Regions from separate parts of the Ovis aries genome. Here region 1 is linked to region 2. A link is a contact called in public Hi-C data. All regions are on one chromosome and are shown on one strand. The core of a region is the stretch at or near the end of the contact, and the rest is flanking DNA. Distances in the headings are between cores, read along the strand shown.

Region 1 (7,285 bases), core at 3,865-6,364, 140 kb after region 2:
TGAGCCACACAGTCAAAGGCTTTGGCATAGTCAAGAAAGCAGAAATAGATGTTTTTTCTGCAACTCTCTTGCTTTTTTGATGATCCAGCGGATGTTGGCAATTTGATCTCTGGTTCCTCTGCCTTTTCTAAAACCAGCTTGAACATCTGGAATTTCACGTTTCACATCTTGCTGAAGCCTGGCTTGGAGAATTTTGAGCATTACTTTACAAATTAGCTAACAAGTATTCATTCATGGCATTTGAGGACTGCTTAGCAGCTGTAACTATTCCTTTTATTTTTATGTAAAATCACTGTAATGTGTTGAAATTAAAAGAACTTATAAAGATGTATGAAAACAATATATGTTACATTAAATAATTTCTGAAATAAGGAAGGGCAAGTAAGTAAAAATCTTTTCGTTAATTTATAAACTACGGAAGTATAATGAAACGTTTGAGACTGAAAGTCAGGAAATTGGGAAGCTTTTTCCAGCTCTGTGGTTAACTAAGCATATGACCTTGGGGAAATTATATCTCTAAGATAGTTTCTTCACATTTAAAATGATATTGTGATTTTTCCTAAATGGAAAGTCATGGGTCTATGCAACCAATCTACAACATAGCATGCAAATTATTTTTAGCCTAAATCTTGAGGATTAATGTTTATAGAATTGTTTGGAGTTAGATCTTCAACATTCCCACCCACTGCTTTCCCCATCTATATTTTTCTTATCCAAATCCAGTTGTTTTTGGAAGTATTTACACATGATTTAATACCAGGTACTAACAGTATTCCTTATCTTAGAAGCCTAAAGGAGAAAATATGTATAAAAGATTTTTAACTTGTTGCAGATTAAATTAGAGGAGGATTTATATGGGGCTTAAATACCTATAATAAGTATAAAATAGAATTATGAGCAATATTGTGGCTATGATTCATCATTAAAATAACCAGGAAATGGATGTCATCTGTTTTAGTCAGAATTTTAATGATAATAAGCCTACTTAAAATATCCAGTACAGTAAATAAGATAACAAGTGTGGGCCAATATGTGGATTATATATTTAAACCTTTCTTTTTTAGTGTTTGAAAGTATCCTAGCATAAAATTCTTTAAGAAACTTTTTAAAAAAGTAAAGTATCTTTAATACTGTGTTAGTTTCAGGTATACAACATAGTGATTGAATTTTGTAGATTATATTTCTTTATAAGTTATTACAAGATATTGGGTATAACTTATGTATATAGTAAATCCTTGTTGCTTATTTGTTTTACATAGTTGGTATCTGTTAGTGCTGTACTCCTAATATGTCCCTCCTTCTCCCCACTCTCATAGCCATAAGTTTGGTTTCTATGTCTGTCTGTTTTTGTTTTGTATATACATTCATTTTTTTTAGACTCTACATAAGCCTAGGAAACTTTTAAAGCACCACTTTTCTCAGCATCCCTGGACCTCCAATTATCTCCCATGTAAGATCCTGTATTGTACTCAGGAATTGTTGTTTTAGTGGCTAATTAGAACCAGTTTTTTAATTGGCTTTTGAAGCCAATACTCAATAGCACCATCTACTGTTAACACAGTGAAATTTAATAACAGTGAAAAGATCTTCACATTGGAATGAATACAAGAAAGCATCTAGTTCCAACTTCATAAGCTCACAGGTGAAGAATGTGAGGCTCAAAAGATGCATAACTTGTTAAGCCACAGATTTATTGCTAAAACTGTATTGCAAGCTATTGCAAGTTAGAATTTCTGTAGGTGCTCTCAAAGTAAGGAAACACGTGGAAAAGCAATTTATCCTAGTGATCAAGTCTCTACGGTTAAGAACCGAGCTGGTTCTGCACCAGTGTTATCCTGGGACAAGCTAATTAACTTCTCTGTGCTTCAGGTGCCATATCTGGTAACTGGCTACACATGTGCTTCTCAGGTTTGTGTAAGAAGCAGAAGTAGTAGTCAGTATACATAAAGCGTCATGCTTGCTTGATGTATGGTGATGGACAATGGTGATACGACTTTTATGCACAAGTGGTGGAGATACGTTTGAGTCCAGGCCTCTCTGATTTCAGTGTCCATGGACGTTTTTGATCACAGCAGATATCAGAAGAGACTGGCCACTATTTTACATACAAAAGAATTCATGGGCATTTGATAACACAGTATTTCAAAATATATGCCTACTGGCATAGCATATGTTTTATGGGATTCTTTGATTTTGGGAGTCTAAGAAGTTGGGTCTCATCTTCAGTACTTGGAAAAGAGATCCTTAGTTGTTTGTGTTATAATCATTTGGCCCAGCAAGCTTCCTCTCTTTTAGTGATAGATCTTATCCTCCTGGCCTTGAGGGTTCTGCAGAAAGTAAATGGTTCAGAGGACAAGTGATGTAAAAAGGGTCAATGTCCAGGGGAGTCAGAGAAATCAGAGAAGTGTCATATCTTAGAATTCAGGCAAATACATCTTGCGGGGTACCTCATTCCTAATCAAGTGGGGAGGAGAAACTTGCCCTGTCATCCCACTTTCATTCTCTTCATTTAGCAACAGAACTCTCAGGCCTACACTTTCTAGTCTCCTTTGGAGACACTAGAGCCAGTGATATAAGAGTGAAATTGCTGGATGCCATTTTTAAATTTGATCTGAAATCATTAGTCATTTACTTTTCCATTCTCTTTTCCCCATTCCTGTAGGCTGAAATGCAAATATGGCAGTGACTCAGCTTTAATCTATACGGAAAGAAAATACCTTAGAAGATGAACATGTGAGGTAGTTTAGGATAGACTAGGAAATAGATACTAACAGTGCAGTCACTCACTGGAAACTGTGCATGTGGTGTTAGATAGTAAATTCAATGCATAAGCTAACAATCCATTTATGCTTAGATATAAAGAGGAATGACATACTGATTCATGCTACAATATGGATGAGCCTTGAACATTACTCCAAGTGAAAGAAGTCAGACACCGAAGGCCATGTATTGTATGATTCAATTTATGTGAAATGTTCAGAATAGGTAAATCCATAGAGACATAAAATAGACGAGAGATTTCCAGGGGCTAGAGGGGTGCTCTAGGGACTTCTCTGGTAGCTCAGACGGTAAGCAGTCAGCCTGCAATGTGGGAGCTGCTGCTGCTGCTAAGTTGCTTCAGTCATGTCCGACTCTGTGCGACCCCATAGATGGCAGCCCACCAGGCTCCCCCATCTCTGGAATTCAACCAGGTTCAATTCCTGGGTTGGGAAGATCTCCTGTAGAAGGAAATGGCAACACACTCCAGTATGCTTGCCTGGAAAAATCCCATGGCTGGAAGTGCCTGGCGGGCTACAGTCCACAGGGTTGCAAAGAGTTGCACACGACTGAGCGACTTCACTTTAGAGGGGTGTTGGGGTGCAGAGTGACTGATAGTGGGCAATAAGCTTCTTTGGGGGGTGATGAAAGTGTTCCAGGATTACCAGTAATGATTGTGCAACTTTCTGAATACAGTAAAAACCACTGAACTGTACACTTTATAGGAGTGAATTTTATGATATGTGAAGTCTATCTCCAAATATCCATTTAGAGTAAATTACACTTGAGAGTCCTTCTCCCTGAGACTAATACAGTTAGTTTACCTCCAATGTAAAAAACAAGTTGCCTTTTTAACTTCTGAGTTGAGAACTAAAGTAGCATGCTTGCACTGAGGTGCCCTGTTACAAAAAATGTATAACTTGAGTCACCCGCAGTTACATAAGATTCTCACATTATAAAGCGTAAGGGACATATCAAAGGTATTCAAAAGGGAGTATACTCCAAGGGATAAAAGACTTTCCAAGAGGTTCTCAGGCACAGATGGTTCTAAGGAAATGAATTTCCAGATCCCCAACTTGCATGTGTTATAGTTTCTAGACTGATCTGTGGCTAAGTTGCCATGTCATTAAGTTCCTATTGCCCTTTCCTACTTCCCATTTTTCAATTTATAGGAGAAAGGCATACTTACCTGTCATGAATTCTTACCATGGTGGAAACTTCAGGGTGCCAAACAATCCGACAGTTTGAGATACTCTTGTTTGGGGAATATGCTTAGTCGCTCGGTCATGTCTGACTCTTTGCGACCCCATGGACTGTATCCTCTGTCCAAGCCATCTCCTGTGTCTCCTGCATTGCAGGTGGATTCCTTTACCCACTAAGCCATCAGGGAAGCCCCCTTGCTTGGAGAAGCCTCCTTTAAACCATGGACCATAAAGCCATGATACGGAGTTGCAGTTTTCTGTCTTGTATTTTTGACATACAATTCAGAATAAGTCCAATCAGTTGAATATTTTAGTAAAATTCCTTTCATTCACTTCTACACGTTTAGAAGAAAAATCTATAGAAATGAAAGCTAGGAAGAGAAGAAGCCAATTCAGGTCTTCATTCGGTACATGATTACTGGCTTCCCACACCTTCATTCCTAGGAAGTAATTTTTCCAGCAGAGTGTGAAAAGGAAGCGCCCGAGGATGATGAAAAGGTCGGGGGCCAAGGCTTTCCCTGAGACCAACGAAAATGCAGGAGTTTCTCTTACACTGGTTAACTGCCACATATTTACGTGCCACAACGGCACAAATTTATGCCCGCTGGTTGAGTCCACCTTCGTAGCAGCCCTTTCTAAAAGCATGGTTGTGTTCAAACGGTACGTGGGCGGTTTAAACCGGCTCCAGACAAACCTCCAAGAATCCGGCAGGCAGCTAGCTCTCTACGGAGACCTGCCCCTAGTCATTCCACCAGAAGCGTGGGAAGGGCGGGGCGAGCTGGCCGGAAGCTGTGAGAACAGCCACACAAGGTTTGTCCACCGTTTCCAGGGAGGACCAAGTCGGCGTGGAAGGCGAATGGGCACCTCCCCACTGTGACAGCACCGACCACGAGCGTCATCCTATCTACTCCCTCATCACACCTCTCTGGTCTTTTACGCGCTGAGAGAACCAGGCCGAACATCGCGTGCCTACCGGCCTGGCTCCGCCCACCACGCTCGTAGCCCCGCCCCAGACCCGCCCAACAGGAGGTCCGCCTATCACACTTCCGGCATCAGCCAGCCGACTAGCCTCCTTCCCTCTTCCAGGCTCTCTTCTCCCGCCCCTATCGACTTTAACACTGTCACGTGAGGGGCGAACGCGGGGGCTGCCGGGATAAGTACGCCGGTGGGTCAGGGTTCGGCCTCAATATGGCGGTTCCAGTCCGGCAGTGACCAAGGCTTTGCCGTCGAGAGGACTAACTGGCGACTGCCGGCGTCTCCACCTATCAGGGTGGAATGCGAGGACGCCGGGGCGAGCGTTGAGGAGCGGCGGTGACTGGGAGGGGTCGGTGGCGGGTGCTCCGGGAGCCAAGGCGGCAGCGTCTGTTCGTTCTATTGGTCTCAAGGCTTCAGCGCCCGGCCCCGCCCGGCCGGGCCAGGCCGGCGGGCGGCGGCGGTAGCTGCTGCAGCCGCAGGATCAGCCTCCGAGAGTGGGCCGGAGGGCGGACGCCGCCGCTGCCTCTGCCGCGGTGATGGCCCAGTGTGTACAATCAGTGCAGGAGCTCATCCCGGACTCCTTCGTCCCCTGTGTGGCCGCGCTGTGTAGCGACGAAGCCGAGCGGCTTACTCGTCTCAATCACCTTAGCTTCGCGGAGTTGCTTAAGCCCTTTTCTCGCCTCACTTCCGAGGGTATGTGCTCTCCCCTTTGCACTGAGCTCCTGCAAAGCCGGGGCCGGGAGAGGGAAGTTGGGGGCGGGCGGGGAAGAGAAGGGCGGTGTTTACATCTTGGAGCCGGGATAGTGGCGTCGGGCTGGGGCCCCGCGGTGTCTTTAGTGGCCGCAGGAGGAGGTTCCGTAAAAGAGATGGTCAAGACAGCAGCGTGGTTCTGACGTCCAGTTTTTCGGGCACTTCCCGGACAAACCAGACTGCTGGGTAATTAAATGTGAGCCGCAGAGAAGGGCATTGAGCCTGTTCTCAAGGGCCGTAGGGAGGGAATTAGGAAGTTGCAAGGAGGTCAGGCTAAGAAGATGCTCGCTGTTAGACCAATGAGGTCTTAGTAAAGAAGACGAATCGTCTTCCGCTGGGAGTTAAACTGGGTTTTCAAAGTTGCCTTAAGTATTATATTCTTTAGCAGTGAGGCGTATCCCTTTCAAGACTTAACGTTTACTTTACTTTTTTCTTTTGAAAATATTTCTCTAGGTATCCAGAATTTTACTTTACCTCTCAAGCAAATAAAAGATATTATAAAAGTAGTGAAACTTGGAACAGCCTTTTATTTGGTCTGATGGATGAGGAAATAAGGACAAGTTGTAGTTATAATAATTTAATCGAGTTAATGGCAGTTATCTAGATTTGTAGGGTTGGAAAAGTCCTGAAGTTTGTGGGTGGTTTTTTTTTTTTTTTCAGATAAAAATTTAATCAACAGAAGAAATAGCTTTTATTGAAGAGTTGCCTGTTTTCTCCAGCTTTAGATTCTTTATTAGGGAAAAGTAAGCGTAATAATAGTCTAGTGTGTTTAATCAATATCTTTACCTGTACTTTGCAAACAGAACATTGAAAAATATGGGTAAGATTTTTTTGTTATAGACTTTAAAAAGGTTCTATAATAAAGGTTGTCAAGACAACGACCATGATGTTTATTTGGTTATGATGACTTCTTCACACACACAAATGCTGTGCCATAAGTTATATGTATTTACAGGCCACACGTGTGTATTCTTTGGGAGAATACCTCCATTATAAGTTCACTTTTGTATTTAAAGGAGACAAGGAGCTATCCAAAATAAACAGGTTGAGAACTCTTGAATTTCCTTCAGCCTGTACCTTAGCCATCCATCTCATCTCCTGCAGTATTTTTTACTAACTCAACAAAAACGACAAAGTGCTCTACATTCTTAAATATTAAAAAACAAAACAGAGGAGCAAGTTTGCCTGTGATTGGAGTGCTCTTTTCCTTCTCTGTTAATAAAGAATAGTAACGCTAACTGATGTATATACTTAGCGTTTCTCTTTTAGTCTGTCTTGAGTCCTATGAGAAAGGTAGTTAACACCATTTTAAATTTGAGGACATCCAGGCATGGAGATACTAACTTGGTCAGTCCTAGACAGGTGGGAAAGATTTAAAAACAGGCAGTGTGATTCAAGACAAGGTGTTCTTAGTCAGATCATCTTATCTCCTGATAATATTAAAAATCACTTGTTCACAGGCAGGAGTGGTGCCATCCAGTAGTAACAATGTGACTCACATGCATAACTTGAAGTTACTTTGTAGTCACATTGTAAAAAGATAAAAAGAAATTGGTGAAGGAGATTAAATAATTTATTTAATCCAGTATTTCCAAACTTGT
Region 2 (6,997 bases), core at 3,175-5,674:
CAGGGAGCTCAGCTTGGTGCTCTGTGGTGACCTAGACGGGTGGGATAGGTGTGTGTGGAGACTGGTGGAGGCAGAGGGGGGCAGGTTCCAAGAGGACATATGTATACATACAGTTGCTTTCCCTTTGTTGTACAGCAAAAATCAGCACAACATTGTAAGGCCACTATACCCCAATAAAAAAACAAAAAACACCTTAATTCCTACACTAAAAAAAAAACACTCACTCAGTAAAAGCCAAAGTTCTTACAACGTTCTGTAAGGCCCTGCTCATAGTACTTAATACTTCCTAACAAACTGTATGACTTATTTGCCATGTTGTCTATTGCCTACCTCCCCAACTAGAATGTTAGTTCAGCAAAGAGAAAAATTTTGTTTTGTTTCTGCCTGGTACATAGTAAGTATTCAATAAAGATTTTTTGAATGAATAGAAAAAAAAGGGAGGCTTGGTTCAAAAAGCTTTTGAAGATTACAAAGGATAAAAGCAAGAGAGATAAATACTTTACCATTATGCCAGTATGTACCTTCTGAAACATACCTGCTCAACTTTAATACTGTTAATTAATCTTTACGTGTTTTTCAAAAATCTGACCACTCTAAGGCATCTGACACTCCTGACTACCTTTTCCTTAAAATTCTTCTTGGCTGCTTGTCACACTCTATCCTCATTTTCTTTCTATTCTGTCTAATCCTTCTCAGGCTGCACTTTTCTCAACTCTACATTTAAACATATGTTCTCCGGAACTTTGTTCCATCTCAATCTCTGTTATCTTTCAATTTATATACCTCCTCCAGTGGCTTCATCCATACTCATAGCTTTAGTTCCATGTATTCTAGATCTTTGTACATACACTTAACTACTGGGCAATCATCATCTTACACAGTCTCCTTAAAATGTCAGGAAACTTTTCTCTCCAGTCCCTCTACTGTTACCTTGGTTCAAGTTCTAATCATTTCTCTCTGACAGAGCAATGAATGATCTCTTCACTAATTCCACCAGTACCAGGCTAGACCAGGTTAGTAACTATAAGTATTCTAAAATTTAAATGTGACCATACTGCTCCCCTGACAAAATTGTTCAGTAGATCTTCATGGCTTTCAGCAAGAAGTTCAAATTGGCTTACACAGTAAATTCCTGCCAACATCTCTAAGCTCCATCTCACTACTCTCATCTTTGGCTCCAGCCAAACTTTATAACCTGGGAACAGTCATCCCTGATAACCCCTCCCCGTGCTGTACACCTAATCAGGGTATTCCCCAACAAACCTTGAATACCAACTCTGACCTGAACTATTACTTCATCCAGGAACTCTCTCCTCTACTTAGCTACCTGCTTTCAAAGCTCACATAAATTTTCCTCAATTTCTTCCATACCAATCATATTCAGATACAGATCTTCTCCACTAAACTGTGAACATTCTCCAGAGAAAGAGCACTTTGTATTCTCTGTACCTGACACCAAGAAGGCATCCAACAAGAGCTGTCTGAAGCAATGTTACTCTTGCATTAGTCACTCAGTCATGTCTGACTCTTTTGAGACCCCATGGACTGTAGCTTGCCAGGCTCCTCTGTTCATGGAATTCACCAGGCAAGAATACTGGAGTGGGTAGCCATTCCCTTCTCCAGGGAATCTTCCCAACCCAGGGATGGAACCCCGATCTCCTGCATTTCAGGCGGATTCTTTACCATCTGAGCCACCAGGGAATGAATGAGGATTAAATGGGAATGTATTTTTTTGGTAAGGTTATTCCAGTGATAATGAATCTGCTCCTTTTACCAGAATGGGCAAATCCTTCACTGCCGTTGAAACGGCATAGGGGCCCAAAGCTCTCATCACCTCATCTCTCACTGCTACTGCTAAGTCACCTCAGTTGTGTCCAACTCTGTGCGACCCCAGACAGAGACGGCAACCCACCAGGCTCCCCCGTCCCTGGGATTCTCCAGGCAAGAACACTGGAGTGGGTTGCCATTTCCTTAACCAGTGCATGAAAGTGAAAAGCAAAAGTGAAGTCGCTCAGACGTGTCCAACTCCTAGCGACCCCATGGACTGCAGCCTACCAGGCTCCTCCATCCATGGGATTTTCCAGGCAAGAGTACTGGAGTGGGGTGCTGTTGCCTTCCCTGTATCTCTCACTACTCATGGACAAAAAATTTCTTTTGTAGCTAAATATAAATTTGTTTGAGGCCCAGGTTTGCTCTCTGTGAAAGGGGAAGAACAAATGACATTCTAAACTAGGTTTTTACAATATGATTTTATTTCCCCACTAAACTCCTTCTAATAATACCCTGCTCTACCATCATCACCCTTTCCAAAGAAAATGTTTTCTCCTTCCACCTTAATTTATTGTTTAGTCAGAACCTTAGAGCAACTGTGTATGTGTTTGACGGAGGACGGTGTGGGTAAAGGAGGGGATGGAGGGTGAGTAGAACGTGTCCATTTCTCTTACCAAAATCTAGTCCCTATTTTATTTCCACATCCCAGCCCAAAGAAGATGATTTGAGAAAAACCCTCAACAAATCATCTCCACACTCATTTCCAGAGCCTTGAGGTCAAGCCAAACTACAGTCTGATTTAACAAAATGTCTCACAAGGGAAGTGAACCAGAGCAAACTGCATGGAATTTTGAGGGGAATTAGAGATTACCATGAGCTCCAGGAGGTCAATGACCCAATGAGTACTAGAAATGATTCTGTCCAAAAAAGACCTATACTTCCTTACTTTGCCTTCCTTCCCTCCTTTTCTTCTATCCACTGCCAGCCCAAGCGCATGCAAGGAACCAAGTTAAAATAAACACTTGTAGATTAAAAGCCAAAAGGCATACACTGTGCCCTAAACATCTCAAGATATTCTTTTAACTACCTGCATTTGTTGCACCAAATAATAAAGGAATAAAGACTGTCATTCATCTCCTATAAGCGGAAAAACTGTAACTGGTGTAACTTCTATTAAGAAAAGTCACATATTCTTGGGCTCATACAAGCACTACAGAAGAGGAGTAAGGAAGACAACAGATTTGGAATCGGAGTGCGAAGAGTGGGTACCAAGAAACAGCTGTAAGGAAATTTAAGACTAACCTCAAATTCAACAACCAATTATTCACAAAATTATAGAACCCAACGGAAAGAAAAATCGATTCAGAAAATGGTTCGATTCCTTTCAGCAATTTGCAAGCACACAGAACTTTCAAGACTGGGTGTATTTTTTTCAAAACGAGATTTCCAAGCCTCACCTGCCAGAAATTCTTTTGTAAGTTTGGAATGGAGCCTAGGAATTGATGTGTTTATTTAAAATGTTCCCCCAGAGACCCCGATAGGCAGTCAGGTTTGTCAGAAGTGCTATATACCTTTACAAGAAGAGCTCCTTCTAATTCTTATTAACACCCTAGTAGCCTCTATTAATTATCGAAGTGCTTCCTTTAAATATGCCAAATCGAACAGCACCAAGCCACCTCAACCAACCCCTCGCCCTCCCTACGGTTACAGCCTTCATTTCAGTTCATTCCTCACAAGAGCCATCTTTCTCACTTCCATCGTTGTAGCAATCAAGTAATGAGCAGAATGGTAAAACAAAGGGAAACTATCACTTCAATACCCGGAAATCCTGTCAGTTCTAACACATGAGGGAAGCCAATCCATCCTAGAGCATTCCAATCTGCATTGAATTTTGAACCGATTAAAACACTCTCAAGGGTGGTCTGTGAAGCGGGACTGAAAGGTTAAGTTAGACAAGAGCTCTAAATCTGGAAACGATGGGCGGCCAAGGTCCTGAAAGGAAAAGGGAGACCTGAGAGCCGGGGTGGGGGGTGGGGTCGCGGAGCGCGGCGAGCGGGCACCTCAGGCCGGTTTTGACACTCGACACCCCAGCCTTCACTCGGGTTGCTAGGAAACAAAAAAGGCTCCATGTTCTCTGCAGCTCCTCCCGGACCCTCAGCAGAGAGCAGCGGCCCCGAGGAGAGAGGACGCCATGGGGACTGGCCTGGGCACTGCCCCGGGGGCGCGACGACGAGGGGGGGCCGGGCGCAGTGAGCGGGCCGCGAGTTCGGCGGCAGGGCGGCCCGGCCTCCGACTGACCGGGAATGGGCCCTCAGCGCCGAGCTGAGGAGAGGGGAGGCCGCGGCGGGCTCGGCTCCCACCAGGCCGCGTCCCAGGGCCCAGGGCGGGGTGCGGGGCCTAAACCACCACCCGGCTCCGCGCGGGGGAGGGGGCGTCTACTCACACGTGCTGACAGGCCGCAGTCCGCACGGGCGTCTTGAGCACCTCCTGACAGACGGGGCAGTAGAAATCATCTTCGGTGTACGACGTGGCCGCTGAGAGCTCCTCGGCCATGGTGGGCACGAAGGATGAAGGCGATGGCGGCGGCAGCGGCCGAGGTGGCGGTGGCGGCCAGGGGCCCTACTCCCTGCGCGAACCCGAAGGGGGCGGGGAATCGCGTCAGGAAGCCGCTCGCGCCAGGAAGCAGGAGGGGCCCTGGGGGGCGGGGCCCGGGAGGGGCGGGGCCGAGCGCGGAGACGCTACGGCAGCACGCGCCGGGCGAGGGTCGTGCCCTGGGGCGCTGCTCCCACAGGGGCAGGACGGGAAGGCGGCGCCTAGCGGGAGGCGGTGGCCGAGAGCCCGACGATTGGCTTCACGGTCGCTTCCGCTCGAGCCAGGCGCCTCCCCTCTCACCTGGGAAGGGCGTTCCTAGCCCTTCCCCCGCCCAGGGCCACACCCTTACCTGGCTCCGCAGGGCTCCGCGACCCCGCCCTCAGCCCTCTGCTGCCCTTCTAGCCTCGCTTTTCCCCGGCTTTTAGGCTCCTTTCTCCCACTCGCTCCCCGAAACCCCTCTCCCACCCGCTAGGCAGTCGGTCTCCGGGCGGCAACCTACCCAGTACCTCGGCTCCGCGCCCCACCCCGCCCGACCCCGCCCTGTACCCGCCTCACGCCCCGCCCCCCGCACTCAGCTTGCGTAGACTCTCACTTAGGAGCCCCAGAGCCCCGAGGCTGGTGAACACGCTTCCTCGGCTAAAGTTCGTAGAGAATCCCGGCGCCGTAGTTGGGCTTCTTGTCCAGCCTTTGCCGCCTTCGCAGCCAAGGCCGGGAGGGGAGAGACGGGCGGAATACGTGGTGCACATCGACCCGAAACGGGGCCGATCCTGAGGCTCATGGTGCACCGGGATACCGCCGCCCTCTCCAGCTGCTCTCCCGGGTCATCGCTCTGCCCGAGCGAGCGGCGAGCCTGGGATGGAGGAGAGGCGGTAACGCTGCCTCCATAGCAACGGGCGCTTGTAGCCCACAGCAGGTTGTGACATCACCAGCTGGGTGCTCACCTGTACCCCTCAGCCTCCCTCCAGCAAGGATCCCATCTCTCAGAACTCCTATCAAATATACTGGTGTTTTCAGGAATTTTTCCATTAAAAAAAAAATTGCCTTGCCTAATAGTGTTAAAGATTTGGTCCTTGTCAGAATGTTTTGATCTTGCCAAGGTGTGTTCTGTAATAATCCGTTATGAGATTTTAATCCTTTGGTGAAAAAAAATTATAGATAAGCCTCCTTAAGAGGCTTTAGACCTCATCTTCAGACCTTAACACAGTGAGTTACAGTCACAAATACAGTTTTCCACCAACACCATTGTTCTGTTGTTTGATAGCTTCGAAGAAAAATGAGGTAGAAGCATGGATCTAGGCATTTTACCGTAATCAACTAAATGTTTTTTTAATGAGTCCTTAATTCCAAGATATAGCCACACAATTGATAAGTGAATAAGATGAGGTCACAATTATGTGAACAGAGCTAAAGAAATATAGAACATCATAAAGCATCCTCAATTCACTTGAGGAAAAAGTTTCATTACCATGCTTTGTTAAAGCGTTCCACTATGGATGAATCAACTAGGAGCCGGACTTAATTCAATTCTGTCATTTATTGTCTACATTGTTCTTGGCACTGTGATAAACGTCATGCAGGTGTCATCAACTTTTTAAAAATATTCATTTGTCCTGGGTCTTAGTTGTGGCACTTGAGGTTTTGGATCTTCATCTGGGCATGTTGTTCAGTTGCCCAGTTGTATCCAACTCTTCACAGCCCCATGGACTGCACCGAGCAAGCCAGGCCTCCCTGTGCCTCACCATCTCCCGGAATTTGCCCAAGTTCATGTCCGCTGCATTCATGACACCATCCAGAAATCTCATCCTCTGACACCCTTGTCTCCTGCCTTCAGTCTTTTCCAGCATCAGTGTCTTTTCCAATGAGTCCGGTGTTTGCGTCAGATGACCAAAGTACTGGAGCTTCAGTTTCAGCATGAGTCCTTCCAATGAATATTCAGGGTTGACTGGTTTGATCTCCTTGCTGTCCAAGGAACTCTCAAGAGTCTTCTCCAGCACCACAGTTTAAAACCAACAATTCTCAGCACTCTGCCTTCTTTACAGACTAGCTCTCAAAACCGTAAATGACTGCTGGAAGACCATAGCCATGACTATATGGACCTTTGTCAGCATGGTTATCAAGAGGTTCTTTAGTTCTTCTTCACTTCCTGCCATAAGAGTGGTATCATCTGGGCATGGGGGATCTAGTTCCCTGGAGCTTCCCAGGTGATGCTAGTGGTAAAGAACTTGCCTCCCAGTGCAGGAGACATAAAAGACATGCGTTGGATCCCTGGGTCAGGAAGATCCCCTAGAGGAAGGCATGGTAATCCACTGATCAGGGATCAAACTTCACCTCCTTGCAATGAGTCCAGGTGGTCCAGTCTTAGCCACTGGACCACTGGGGAAGTTAGAGGTATCATGAACTTTGCTCTCAATTTGTTTATACTCTTGGTTGTCTATCAAAATGATAGAACAAAAAAATGATATTTTCCAAAGTATCAATATTAAATTTTTCATTAACAGTGACTATGATGCAGAAGATGAATGATTGGATTTGTACAGACTTGAAATGGGTCTTAATGTACATCTTTAAACAACAATTCCTAGAATAATACTGAGTTATTTGTCCAGTAAACAGCGAATTCCCTCCACCACCAATC

The links. A called contact is a pair of places that touch in the nucleus more often than the background predicts.
Region 1: a contact with region 2 is called in a Hi-C map of muscle, with 3 times the contacts expected there. The contact joins the promoter of TRAPPC8 here to the promoter of RNF138 in region 2. A contact is called at or near these places in 3 of 16 Hi-C or Micro-C datasets (blood, muscle and omental adipose tissue).

Annotation. Positions count from the first base shown.
Region 1 is chr23:25,587,374-25,594,658 of ARS-UI_Ramb_v3.0, forward strand. TRAPPC8 (trafficking protein particle complex subunit 8) reads left to right here and starts at 5,115. Exons shown (of 29, transcript XM_012103424.4): 1 at 5,115-5,627. The coding sequence starts at 5,471. It overlaps RNF125 (ring finger protein 125), which reads right to left and starts at 4,957. Exons shown (of 7, transcript XM_060405383.1): 1 at 3,964-4,957. The coding sequence starts at 3,966.
Region 2 is chr23:25,449,277-25,456,273 of ARS-UI_Ramb_v3.0, forward strand. RNF138 (ring finger protein 138) reads right to left here and starts at 4,425. Exons shown (of 7, transcript XM_027960746.2): 1 at 4,214-4,425. The coding sequence starts at 4,323.